Linked DNA regions of Oryctolagus cuniculus: region 1 is linked to region 2. The links are chromatin contacts, called in public Hi-C maps. All regions are on one chromosome and are shown on one strand. The core of a region is the stretch at or near the end of the contact, and the rest is flanking DNA. Distances in the headings are between cores, read along the strand shown.

Evidence for each region. A called contact is a pair of places that touch in the nucleus more often than the background predicts.
Region 1: a contact with region 2 is called in a Hi-C map of an unstated tissue, with 2.0 times the contacts expected there. The contact joins the promoter of FANCC here to the promoter of PTCH1 in region 2. A contact is called at or near these places in 2 of 6 Hi-C or Micro-C datasets (ear pinna and an unstated tissue).

Annotation. Positions count from the first base shown.
Region 1 is chr1:142,211,745-142,217,374 of mOryCun1.1, reverse strand. It overlaps FANCC (FA complementation group C), which reads right to left and starts at 2,896. Exons shown (of 15, transcript XM_008257648.4): 1 at 2,637-2,896.
Region 2 is chr1:142,058,245-142,064,127 of mOryCun1.1, reverse strand. It overlaps PTCH1 (patched 1), which reads right to left and starts at 3,702. Exons shown (of 24, transcript XM_051847163.2): 1 at 3,392-3,702. The coding sequence starts at 3,394.

The sequences.
Region 1 (5,630 bases), core at 1,647-4,146, 150 kb before region 2:
TATGAGTGTTCACTGTAGCGTTATTAATCACAGCCAAAAACTAGAAGCAACCTAAATGTCCATCAACTGATAAGCAAAGTGTGGGTGTACACATACAATGGAATACTGTTCACCAATAAACAAACGACTGATAGATGCTACAATATGGATGAATCTCAAAAACATTATGATAAGTAAAAGAATCCAAACACAGCATATATTTTATGAATTTGTGTATATGGAAAGTCCGGAAAAGCCTAATGTAGAGAGACAGAAATGGCTGCCTAAAGCTGAAGGCAAAGTCAAGACTGACTACAAACTTTCATATACAAACCTGTCAACGTAATGTAAATATTCTATACCCGAATTGTGAACACTGAACAGTTCCAAAAATTTACCGTATTTTCTAAAACCACTTGTTTAGAAAATAGAATACACAACTTCTTCAAAAAGGTGATCTCTGTATGAACTCTGCCTTCTTGTAACTAGAGAAAAGTGCCAGGAATGCATTATCCAGGAAGATTATCCAGTCCCCTACATAACTGCTGCTGCAGGGAAACGATTTCTACATACCCAGCAGAGTTTAGGAAGAGCTTAGTAAAATGGCCCAGATAATGTTACAAACTCCTTTCCAAACCAAGTCCAAACACATATCTATATCTATATCCATGACTCTCAAAAGCATTATCTCAGTGAAAGAATCCAGACACACCACATACTTTATCAGCTCACTTATATGAAATGGCCAGATACAAATACATGTATTGAGTTTGGAAAAAAAAAACCTTAAGACATATGATATCTCAATTTTTGTTTCTCCTCCACTTCTGTATCCTTATTAAGATAATGAAAATTATCTTGATTATACTTCCTACAGGTTTTGCATATTACAAAGCCAGTCATTAAGGATCTATAAACAACAGAGAATATCCATGTCCCAGGTTAAAACAAAATTTTAAAAAAACACTTGATGCTGATCTCTAATCTGATCACCTGAAGCTCTACCACTACCACCATGGACTACCACTCATGTGAGATTCTTCTGGCTCTTTCTGTGGCCTAGATAATCAATCCAACTTTCTGTTGGCCAAGCTGGCCTCCCTGTAGCTGGTTTTCATAAGTACAAAATTTGTATGATTGTTACTGGAACTACTTGCTGAAATATGGAACTGATTAAAAATATCACTGAAGATGTACATGCAGTTTCATACACATGCCACAACACATCTTCCACATCCAGCCAATCAATCAAGTTAAGGCTTCTCATTAGAAAACAGAACAAAAAATACCAACACGAAATTGGCTTTTTCTGAGGCCTTAGTGTTTTTCAAGAAATCTGACTCAAAAATGAAAGAATGAATTAAAATGTACAATACACCAAAGTACAACTTAGCCAGTTGTAAAGAAGCAAAATCTTTTACGTGAGGGGAGAAGTGAAAGAGGCCCTTGATACAAAGAGGAAAACAAATTTTTTTCATGCAGTCTTGTGTATGAATATAAGTCCATGCCTATGAGTGCTTATTTCCACGAGAAGCATCAACTTGATTTAACTTTAATGGATAATGTCACAACGAGCATGCTTTCTAAGCTTATGTATGTAATGACTGATCCCAACACATGGTATGAATTCCATCATTTGTAACAGCCTCCCTCCGCCTAGAGGGTGTAATCAGAAAATGTTTTGAGCAGCCTATCACTAAAGGTGAGTGGCATTCATAAATAGTGAAGTTGGGTGGCCCAAAGGTGCTGTGTTCGTGCCATAAACGACTCAGTCAGTCACATCACTGTTTAAATGCATGAAATGGGCCCCAGGTTAGAAGAAAACCACGAAACCAGCAGCTTTCAAACAATCCCGGACGAGAACAAAACCCAGGCACATACAGGTCTTTGCTGGGAAAGTCCTTGGCCTCTTAAGATTCTGCCCCCAAACTTTTCACGTTTCAAAAATTCCAAATCCCCTTCTCTGTTCATTCCAGAGCTGGAGTCCTTACATCAGGATCAGAGGGTTTGTAGTTGTTAATACGCCCCCCCCCCCCAAAAAAAAACTCTCAAGGGTTCTGAATAAAGGGCTGTGGGGAAGACAATCGCTCATCCGAACCCTCCTCCCGTCCAGGGCTGAGAGGGCGGGAGGGTAGCAGCCGCGCCCCTTCCCGGAGCCCGGGCGGTGGGCGAGCACGGGGCCCGCTGGGGAGTGGGTGCTGCCTTAAAGCACGCGAGCTTTCCGCAGCTCCCACCGGCCCAAGGCGAAGAACTTCCCCTCTGCGCTTCTCCTTTTAAACACACACACAGGGGCCTGCGCGCAACGCACAAAAAAAGCAGCGAAACGCCAGCCTCCAGCTCCCACCGCCCCGGGGCTCCCCTCGGCGCGACCCCCTCCCCTGGCTCCACCCCCTCGGCGCGCCCCGCCCCCGCCCGAGGCCCCGCCCCCGCGGGCTCGCGCCGCCTCCCACCGCCTCGCCTCAGTCTGGGCACCCGGCGGGAGCCCCGCTCACCCACCGCGAGGCGCGGGGCGCCGCGGAGGTTCTCGCGAGTCTTCCCTGCCTCCCCACCCCCACTCGCCGCTCCCCCACCCCCACTCCCCCCCGCCCATGGCTGACGTGTCGGCCGGACCCCCAAGGGAAGCAGCTGCCTTCACTCCTCGTTCTGTGGCCTCTTACCGGGTGGTCCTCGCCAGAGCTGCTTCAGCAGTTTGGGCAGGGGCGGAGAGGAAGCCACCGCCCGGGCTCTGTGGCTTGAAAGTTTGGCTTTGCCTCTTAACTTGGCTTTTTGTTTTGTTTTGACTTTTTTTTTGGAATTTTCCCGCGGTCGCTCGGCGGTGGAGCCGCGCGCGCGCGCACACGTGCCCGCAGTGCACTCTGGGGGCTGGCGAGCGTCCCCGCGCGCTCCCGCGGCATCGCGGGAAAATTCCGACGAATCTGGGGCCCGTGGGGGCGGGGCGCGCCGGGGCCGAGGCTCGGGCGGAAGTCGGCCTGGCTCGGGAGGCCTGGGGCCGGGCTGGGGGCGCTCGGAGCGGAGAGGTGGGCTGTGTGTTCCCGCACCCGCGCCCGAGTCCGGGCGGGCCCTGCGAGGAAAATCCGGCGTTTGCAACCACAGTGTTTTTTCAGGTTCTGTTCAAAATGCAGAAAAATTGAGGCTTTGTCCAAACAGTTTCTGGAATATAATTTCGGGCTGTGTGCTCAACAGCAACAACAAAAAAAGACAGCTTTCTTCGGTTAATGATCCCCCGGCCCCAAATCAGTTCCATACAGTGTGTGATTCGAGTTCAAATCAGTTCAACGCTGTATTTAAACCACTTAAGTAAATGGAAAGCAGCATTTTCTACAAACTTCAGTCCTGTCGGTGGTATTAGCTTGTCTTGGGATTTTTTTTCTTTTATTCTTAGTAATATGGAAGTTTTTCAGAAATATCCAAATTTTTTTAACCTAAAGAATCTAGCATTAGGCTTTTAAAATACTTAAAATCAATTCCTCATAATCAATACTGTAATCAATACTGTATCCTCATAATCACCTGTGCTTTCAAAACACCTCCAGGCAATGCAGGGACCTAATAACAATTGCTCTTTGTCATTTAAAATCTTCCAACTAGTCTTGATGGTGAAGGAATGTCCATTTCAGCAAAGAAAACATTCAATCCAGAGGTTGACTTGCCAGGGTCATACAGCTTACAAATGATAAAGTTAGTAGAGGGGGTAGGGGAACAACCACTTTTAAACATTAAAGGTAGACAGGAAGGAACCTGACTCAGAACTTGAGGTGAAATTGGCAGAATCTGCAACTGGTTAAGGAATGAACCTGTTTAAATTCCTTCTTAAAGTCATTCCCTGCCAGATTAAAGAGGCCTGTGCTCCACATGAGTGACTCCAACGCAGGCCCTAGGTAGAGGTACACACCTGAGTGGCACACATGGCACCTCGGCCATAGCAAACTCATGTTTATAGTGACACGTTCTAAGTGAATTAGTGTTTAGGTTCTGCACTTTGCAGCAAAGAAAGCCATTAAGCTATTTCTTTAGGGAAAATAATTTATTTTGGTACTCAGGTCTTCATACTTGTTTGCTGAAAAATCATTTTCACCATTTGTGGTGTTAACGATTAAGGACTTGCCATATTGCAATTTAATATCTTTTTAATTAGGTGGTTAATAAAGAATTGCTAGATTCATCCAGTTTTGCAATATGTGAAATGACACAATGTTTGGGCCTAATTTAGACCTAAATGGAAAGCATATATAATACAGATCCAAATTTAAATTTATGGGAATTTTTAGACATTTGTTTCATTGGGCATCCATATGTATGAGCTACTCTTGCTGATATTTTAAGCGGTAATGAGATGATCACTTAGTAAAATGCCCAAAAAATCTCCTGAGAAACAGATGCACTTCCATACACACCCTATTTTTAATTAGATGGTAAAACTGAGTATGTGTGCCCCTGGAAGCCATTTTGATTATAGTGTAGAGCCCAATCAAACTTACATAATGCAGCAAAATTGAAAAATAGCATTTAGGTGACAATTATATCCTTCACATTAAATCTCACATTTAGATGATAATTATTATATCCTCCACATTAAATCTACATTCTAGAGAGGGAAAAAACCACCACCAGCTGCATGCTACAAAGTTCTGACTTTATCAATCCCTCCTGCAAATTTTATAAATAGGATCCCTTCTCTTGGGTTCCATATTGTGGAAGCCACTGTAGTCAGATGCCTACTTCCAGAAGTAATACAGACACTCTCATCTGGTTTCCAGCACTGGTTTGGCATCCCAACACATAGTGCTATTTTGTCCATGGCTTTGATATTTGCCTCTGGTACCTCAACTGTGAATATTTAGTGTGCTTACTAAGTTCCAGACTCTGGGCTGATGCCTTGACTGGCATTATGCCCTTTCATTCTCTCGGAGTGACCTTAGGTGGTAGGTGATATTCCAAATTCACAGAGCCGCCTCTTCCAGGGTGGGTTGGAACCTGACTTTGATTCTCAGCTTTCTAAGAGAATGCTTCAAAAAGTTAGTAAGGGGGTTGGCATTGTGGCACAGCGGATTAAAGCCCTGGCCTGAAGCACCAGCATCCCATATGGGCACCAGGTCTAGTCCCGGATGCTCCTCTTCTGATCCAGCTCTCTGCTGTGGCCTGGGAAAGCAGTAGAAGATGGCCCAAGTCCTTGGGCCCCTGCACCTGCGTGGGAGACCCGGAGGAAGCTCCTGGCTCCTGGCCTCGGATTGGCGCAACTCTGGCCATTTCAGCCATCTGGGGAATGACCCAGCAGATGAAGACCTCTGTCTCTGTCTCAAAATAAAATAAAAAATCTTTAAAAAAAAAAAAAGTTAGTTACAGGCCTTTGACCTAGAAGTTAAGAGGCCGGGACGCCCATGTCCCACATTGCAGTGCTTGAGTTGAAGTCCCAGCTTTGCTCCTCATTTTAACTTCCTGCTAATGTGCACTTCGGGAGACAGCTCAAGTAGCTGAGACCTGGATTGAGTTACCAGCTCTTAGCTTCAGAGTGGCCCAGCCCCAGCTGTTGGAGGCTTTTGGGAGTGATCCAGCAAATGGGAGCTGTCTATCTGCCTCTTACAAAAAAGAAAGAAAGAAACCTTAAGTCTGTGAAAAGTGGAACTAAAAGATAAGTTTATTTTGATGCATGA
Region 2 (5,883 bases), core at 2,453-4,952:
TCTCCTTCCCCTCTCTGTTCTGATACTTGGAATATTCGTAGCCATGCCACACACATCTCAAAAATGACATCAGATTATCTGACCGATGAGATGACACTGAGATAAAACATTTGTCTTCTGTGCTCGGGGTGATCCAGCCATAGGCAACGGTGGGGGCCAGACTAGATGGAGTTATAAAAAACCACAGTGAAATTGGACCTTTCTTAGGTCAAAACCAAATGGGTTTATAAAACCCAACATGAATTGGCTAAATTTTGCAGATTATAAAGGGGCCAAGTATATTCTTGGAAATTGACTCTTGGGTCACTTATACTTTTACCTGCTGACAAAATGTTTTAAAACTACCTTCCAGAAATGCAAAGAGTTGCAAATGTCACCTTGCCCCCATAGTATTATTGTGTGGAGGGGGAGGTGGGGCAGAGGGATTGGAGATGGGATGAGATGCTCTATTGATGGTTGGGGGCGCCTAGGCTAAGGATGTGAGTGGTGGGCCAGGGCCTGAGCAGGCCAAAGCAGCTACCTTGGTGAAGAGTTGAGTCTTGACTCAACCCCAGCCAGTTTGCCACCATCCACCAACATTTTCTTGGCTCCCTAAGAACACCTTATTATTTCCTCATTGGCAGCTCTTGTATTTACTTAAAAGGTGGTGGTAGAAAATGAATTTCAGAAGTTTTGGGGAGGAGGGGGGAAGAAAGATTCTCAGCAGCCACAAAATAGAAAAACCACTGGGCTTGACTCCCTCCCCTCTCTGCCTTCCACCTTCTGCTTCCTCCCCTTCTTCCTCCCCCCTCCCCACTCCCAGGCTGGAGGAAAGGGAACAGCTCTCGCCAACTTGTCAAAATAATGCTGCTAATTACTCCTGATCTCCTTTAACGGGAAGCTGCTCCCAACTCCACAAAGGAGTGAATGAGAGGGCTCCAGCACAAACCCGGGAGCACTGGCTTTTTTTTTTTTTTTTTTTTTTTTTTTAAAGCTCAGAGACCTGGGGGTGGGGAGGGTGGCAGAGAGAAGCTATCCTGAGAAGGTTCCAGAAATCTCCACATTGATAATAACTTCAGGCTTAAGGCTTGAGAGGGAAGTTAGATTTTATGCACTGCCAAAAGCTACTGGTATTCTCTTGCTGAGAGTGTTACGGGTGGCAGAGAGAATGTGCAGAGCTACAATGAACTTGAAAGAAAACATACAGCATTGGTCCTTGCATTGAGTCCCACTTATCTAAATATCTTAGCCCACATTGCTCTGCTCTGATAGAGATGTAGACTGAGTCTCCCTCTCTCCTTCTCCCTCCCTTCCTCTCTCCCTCTCTCCTCCTCTCTTTCTCCCCATCTAATATATCTATATCAAGCTTTGCATTTGGCAGAAGGCACCCCATTCATTTCAATGATCTCTGTCATTGGGACTTGCATGAAAAGGAAGCCGAGCAACGTGATCCCTTTGACCCACTGCTGGAGCAACAAATTTATTAGAGATATAGGCATGAGAAATGAAAGGGAAGTAAAACAATTCCAGCTTATTGTGTGTCTGTCTTTCATACTGCTAATCCGGTTTACACATCACGCCTACATGTCTCAATAGGGCATTATACACTGTGGCAGAGGCTGGAGAAAATAAAAGGTGTGTGTGTGTGTGTGTGTGTGTGTGCAGAGAGAGAAGGATAAAAACAGTGCACAGAGATTCTAAGTTAAAGACAATTTGTGAAAGTCTTTTTTCTTTTCACAAAAAAATGCCAAACAGTGCTAACTCCTGTTCCAACAGCTTGTCAGATTATGACTAGATTATAACCAGAAATTAGATACACCTCTCACAGTGAGTTTGAAATGAAGCAAATGGACTCTGAACTGAGACCACGCTGGACTAGGCGCAGCGGCTTGCCAAGGAGGAGCCTATGGGTGTCCACCTGGATGCAGCATTTTATTTAAAAAGACCTTGCACACAAAGGCATTTTACAGCCTTGTGGAAGGGTGACAACTGGAACACACACAAACTCCCAATTGAAAGCCCTTGTTTTACAACAGGGGGACACAATGCACCTGAGGCAACAATTTATCCTGAGGTACCACCCAGGAATAATAAGTTACAGTAACAAAGGATGCCACCGAAAAGCATTGTCTTTCTTTGTTGGAGGCAATTAATTGCATGTTGAACTACTAAAGCCAAAACAAAAAAAAATTTTTTTTGAATTCGCACAGAATGTTGAAAAAGGAACTATTGTAGTTCAAGATCTCAGTGATCCAATTATTACATATTCAGAGCCACCCATTGTGGGGCTTTCTGATTTATGTCTACTGCTTTTGTATTTCTTCTCCCCAGGGAGAAAGGAAAGATAGCAAGGGAGGAAGATGGCCCTCCTCTCCCAGGTCCAAGCTAACAGGGCTCTCTGGGTATCTTCCATCAACAACAATCCATATGGTTCTTCTTAGATCACAATACTTGGGACTTGTCCACACACTGGGCATCCTTTTAAACATGAACGTCAACACACAGAGACAGAACACATGTCACCCAGAGGCACAGTCTCTGGGGGTCCGGGTGCACCGCCGGGCTCCCCCGAGGCTGCACTCGGCGCTCCCAGCACCCGGCCGCCCGCCCACCGCTTTAATGACTCGCAGGCACCAGGGCGCCCGAATCCGTGGGCGCAGGAGTCAACACACATGCCTCTCTTCTCCCCGCGGCCCCTTCCTGAACTCACCAAGTCCCCGGGCCCCGCTCTGCCCACCCACGGCGGCGGGGAGGTGAGTGCTGGCGCCCCGGGTCTGGGTAAGAGGTTGCTCGGCGGCCGCGAGAGTATGAACCGGGCGCCCGGAGCCCGGAACGCGGGTGCAGGGCGTGCGCCGGCGCCCGCGACCGGCACAGGCTTCCTAGCGCGCGCGCTCCCCCGGAGCCCGCACCTCCCCCACCCCACCCCCGGTGCTGTCACTCTGTCCGCACCAGCCCCTCCATCACCAGCTCTGCCTCCGCTGGGGAGCCAAGAGCCACCACCAGGCTGATGAGCGGAAGCCAAGGTGGCGACCCTTTCAAGCGTGAAAATGGGATCCCGAGCGACCCCCTCCGTGAGAATTCCCCCCGCAGCCGTTCCCCGGCGCGGGCCCGCCGCAGCCAGCCCCCCTCCCCCGCGCGGGGCCGGCCTCGGGGGCGGGGGCCCGGGCGTGCGAGCGAGGAGCGAGCGAGCGAGCGAGCGAGCGCGGAGCCGCGGGACCAGCGCTCCCGCGCCCCGGAGGCGCAGCCCACCCAGCCCCACCGGCACCGGCACGCGGCGCTCCCCTCCCGCCAGGCGCTGGCTGCTCGCGGCTCGGCCGGGAGCGCGGGGCGGCCCCGCGGCTCCGGGGCGCACGGCGCGCGCGGGCGAGGGCGCGGCGGCGGCGGCGGCGGCGGGAGCGCCGGCTGCACTCACCATAGCCGGCCGTCAAGCCCTGCCCGGAGCGCGGGTGCCGATGGCGCGGACGCTGGGCTTGGGTTTCACATCAACTCCTTTTCTCGCCCCCCGGCCCCCCTCTCCGGGTGCTGCGCTCCTCCGTCTTCTCCCCGGCTCCCCTCGGCTCCCCCTGGCCTTGTCGCTGCGGGTCCCTTTGTCTTCCCTGTCGCCGTCTTTTTCTCCGGCGTCGTCTTGGTCTTCTCCTCCTCCTGCTCCGTCCTTACAAAAGGAACGGAAAGTGTAAAAACCCCGGCGCGCGGGGCCGCCGGAGGCTGTCGGCGGAGTGCGGCGCGGACTCACAATTACAAGCCTGTTTCTATTAAGCAGTTCCATGGCCCTCGGCGTGGGTGGTCTGCCGCGCCATAGGCAGGACCTGTCAGGGTCACGTGACGGATCCGAAAACTTTACCCCTTTACAATAAACTCAAGGCAAGCAAAGTAAACTCGAGGAACGTGCTATCAGCACAGCCCTCCTGGGTAAACAGGCGCTGGCCTCCCCGCCTTCCTGGGAGGCGCCCGGCCGCGCGAGCTCCGGCGAGCCCCGCCGCCCCCTCCCCGCCCCCCGCGGGCCTGTGTGCGGGGGGCCGCCGACCAGGGGTCCCCCGCTCGCCGCCCGCTCTTGCCCCTCCCCGCGCCACACACGGTCCTTGCTAACCTTGAGCCATCTTGCCAGAACCCGGGGGTCGGGGGGATGCTGGGGTGCCAGGTAGCTCCTTCCAGCGCGCCCAGCACCGCGAGGCGCAGAGGGTGCTCGGAGGGCCGCGGGAGAGCCCCACCTGGCCTGGCCACGGCCCGCATGCCCACGCAGGCGCCGGCAAGCGGGGTGCATTCTGGTTGACAGCCCCAGGCCGGGTGGAGGCCGCGGGTCTCCTGGGGAAAGCGTTCAAGACCGCGAGGTGCGAGTCGCTTCTGTGCCAGGTCCCTGGGAGCCGCCGCTTCTAAAGAGACCAAGGTGGAGTCTCTTGGAAACCAAGATTGGTAGCTGGCTGAGCAGTCACTAATTGATATTTGCTTCCTCTCCCTTCCAATTACTGTGGTTTCTGGGGTATGCCACCCAAATGCTCCCACCCACGCTGCCTTCCCGTTCGAGGCAAGCCAGGGTGACGGGTCCCGCGCCGAGAAACTGAGTCTCTCACCCTGAGTGCAGACGCCCCGTGCGGGAGCTCCCCTCCGGTGGCGCCCGGTACTGGGAGTTGGGGGGTGGGGTGGCGTCTTGCAGGCACCGCGTCGGGAATGGAGAGGACTGCAGGGATGCGCACCAGCACAGAGTGCGGACACCTTAGTGGAACTCTCGAGAGTGGCCCTCGATAAAGCCAGCCCTTCCCCACCGTTCTGGGCACAGGAGGGGTGTGTGTGTGTGTGTGTGTGTGTGTGTGTGTGTGGCGGGGTGGGAAGGATTATTAACTAATGATAAACATCCTCCTCCTCCTAGGAGTCACAGTGTACCCCCCTGGCCAAGATATTGACCCACCCATGGGTTGTATCACGCCGTTCTTTAGCGGGGTCCTTTGGGTTTCCCGAGGGTTTGAGACCCGTTCACGGAACACGTGAATGCTGGACAGCGCTGTGACTCGGGCTGGCCCAGAAGTGCCAGCTTTTGTGCCCACTGACTTTTGGGCTCAGAGGAGTACCAGGTGAGCAAGGATCCTGAATCATCAATATTGTAATAAAAAATGAATAAAAAACCCACACCACCACACCAATATTTCCTTGGGAAACCCTTCTCCCAAGGCATCTGTAAATTGGGGGTGAGATGAGGAATAGGAAGGCCTGTCCACATCAGCCAAGGGCATGATAGAGAATTTAAACATGAAAAGGGGATAAGAAGAAAGAGAAGAGCCCAAGGGATGGCTTTGAAATGGCACATGGTACCAAAGTTGCTAGGTGTGGGAGTTGAGTGGGGACGTGCCAGCAGCATTGGCAGGGTTTGCTTTTCACTGTAAAAATGGAGCCCCTCATGTTAACACACTCCAGCTCCATGTTTCAGTTGAGTTTTGAGTCACCAAGTGGACACCGGTTTTGTGGGGCCTGAGATTTCAGCAGTGTGTGTGTGTGTGTGTTGTGTGTGGAGAGGGAAGGGTTCCTTTAGAAGTTTACAGACGTAAAACTAAGAATAAGACTTCAGAAGGGGCTTGAGCAGGGAGAGGCCCTGATGCCAGCAGGTTACCTCCCTTGAGAGCATAGTTTTTGTGGTCCTGCTGCTATCCACCAGCCCCAGGTTAGGACTGAATGTGTTTGGTGTCAGTCACATCTCCAAGTCTTTACAGCTAGGGGCAAAGACGAGTTTGGTGTGAGCATAAATACTTGGAGTTGGGCAGGGGCCATGTAGGGAGGCAGGGAGAAGAAGTGTTTGGTGTTGGGACCGAGCAGTTCAGGAAGGAGGGGACCCGGTTGGAAATGCTGCCTCCCAGGAGCAACGGACCCTTCTCTACTCTTCCTTTGAAGTCTGCAGCTTCTGGCAGTGCAGACGCT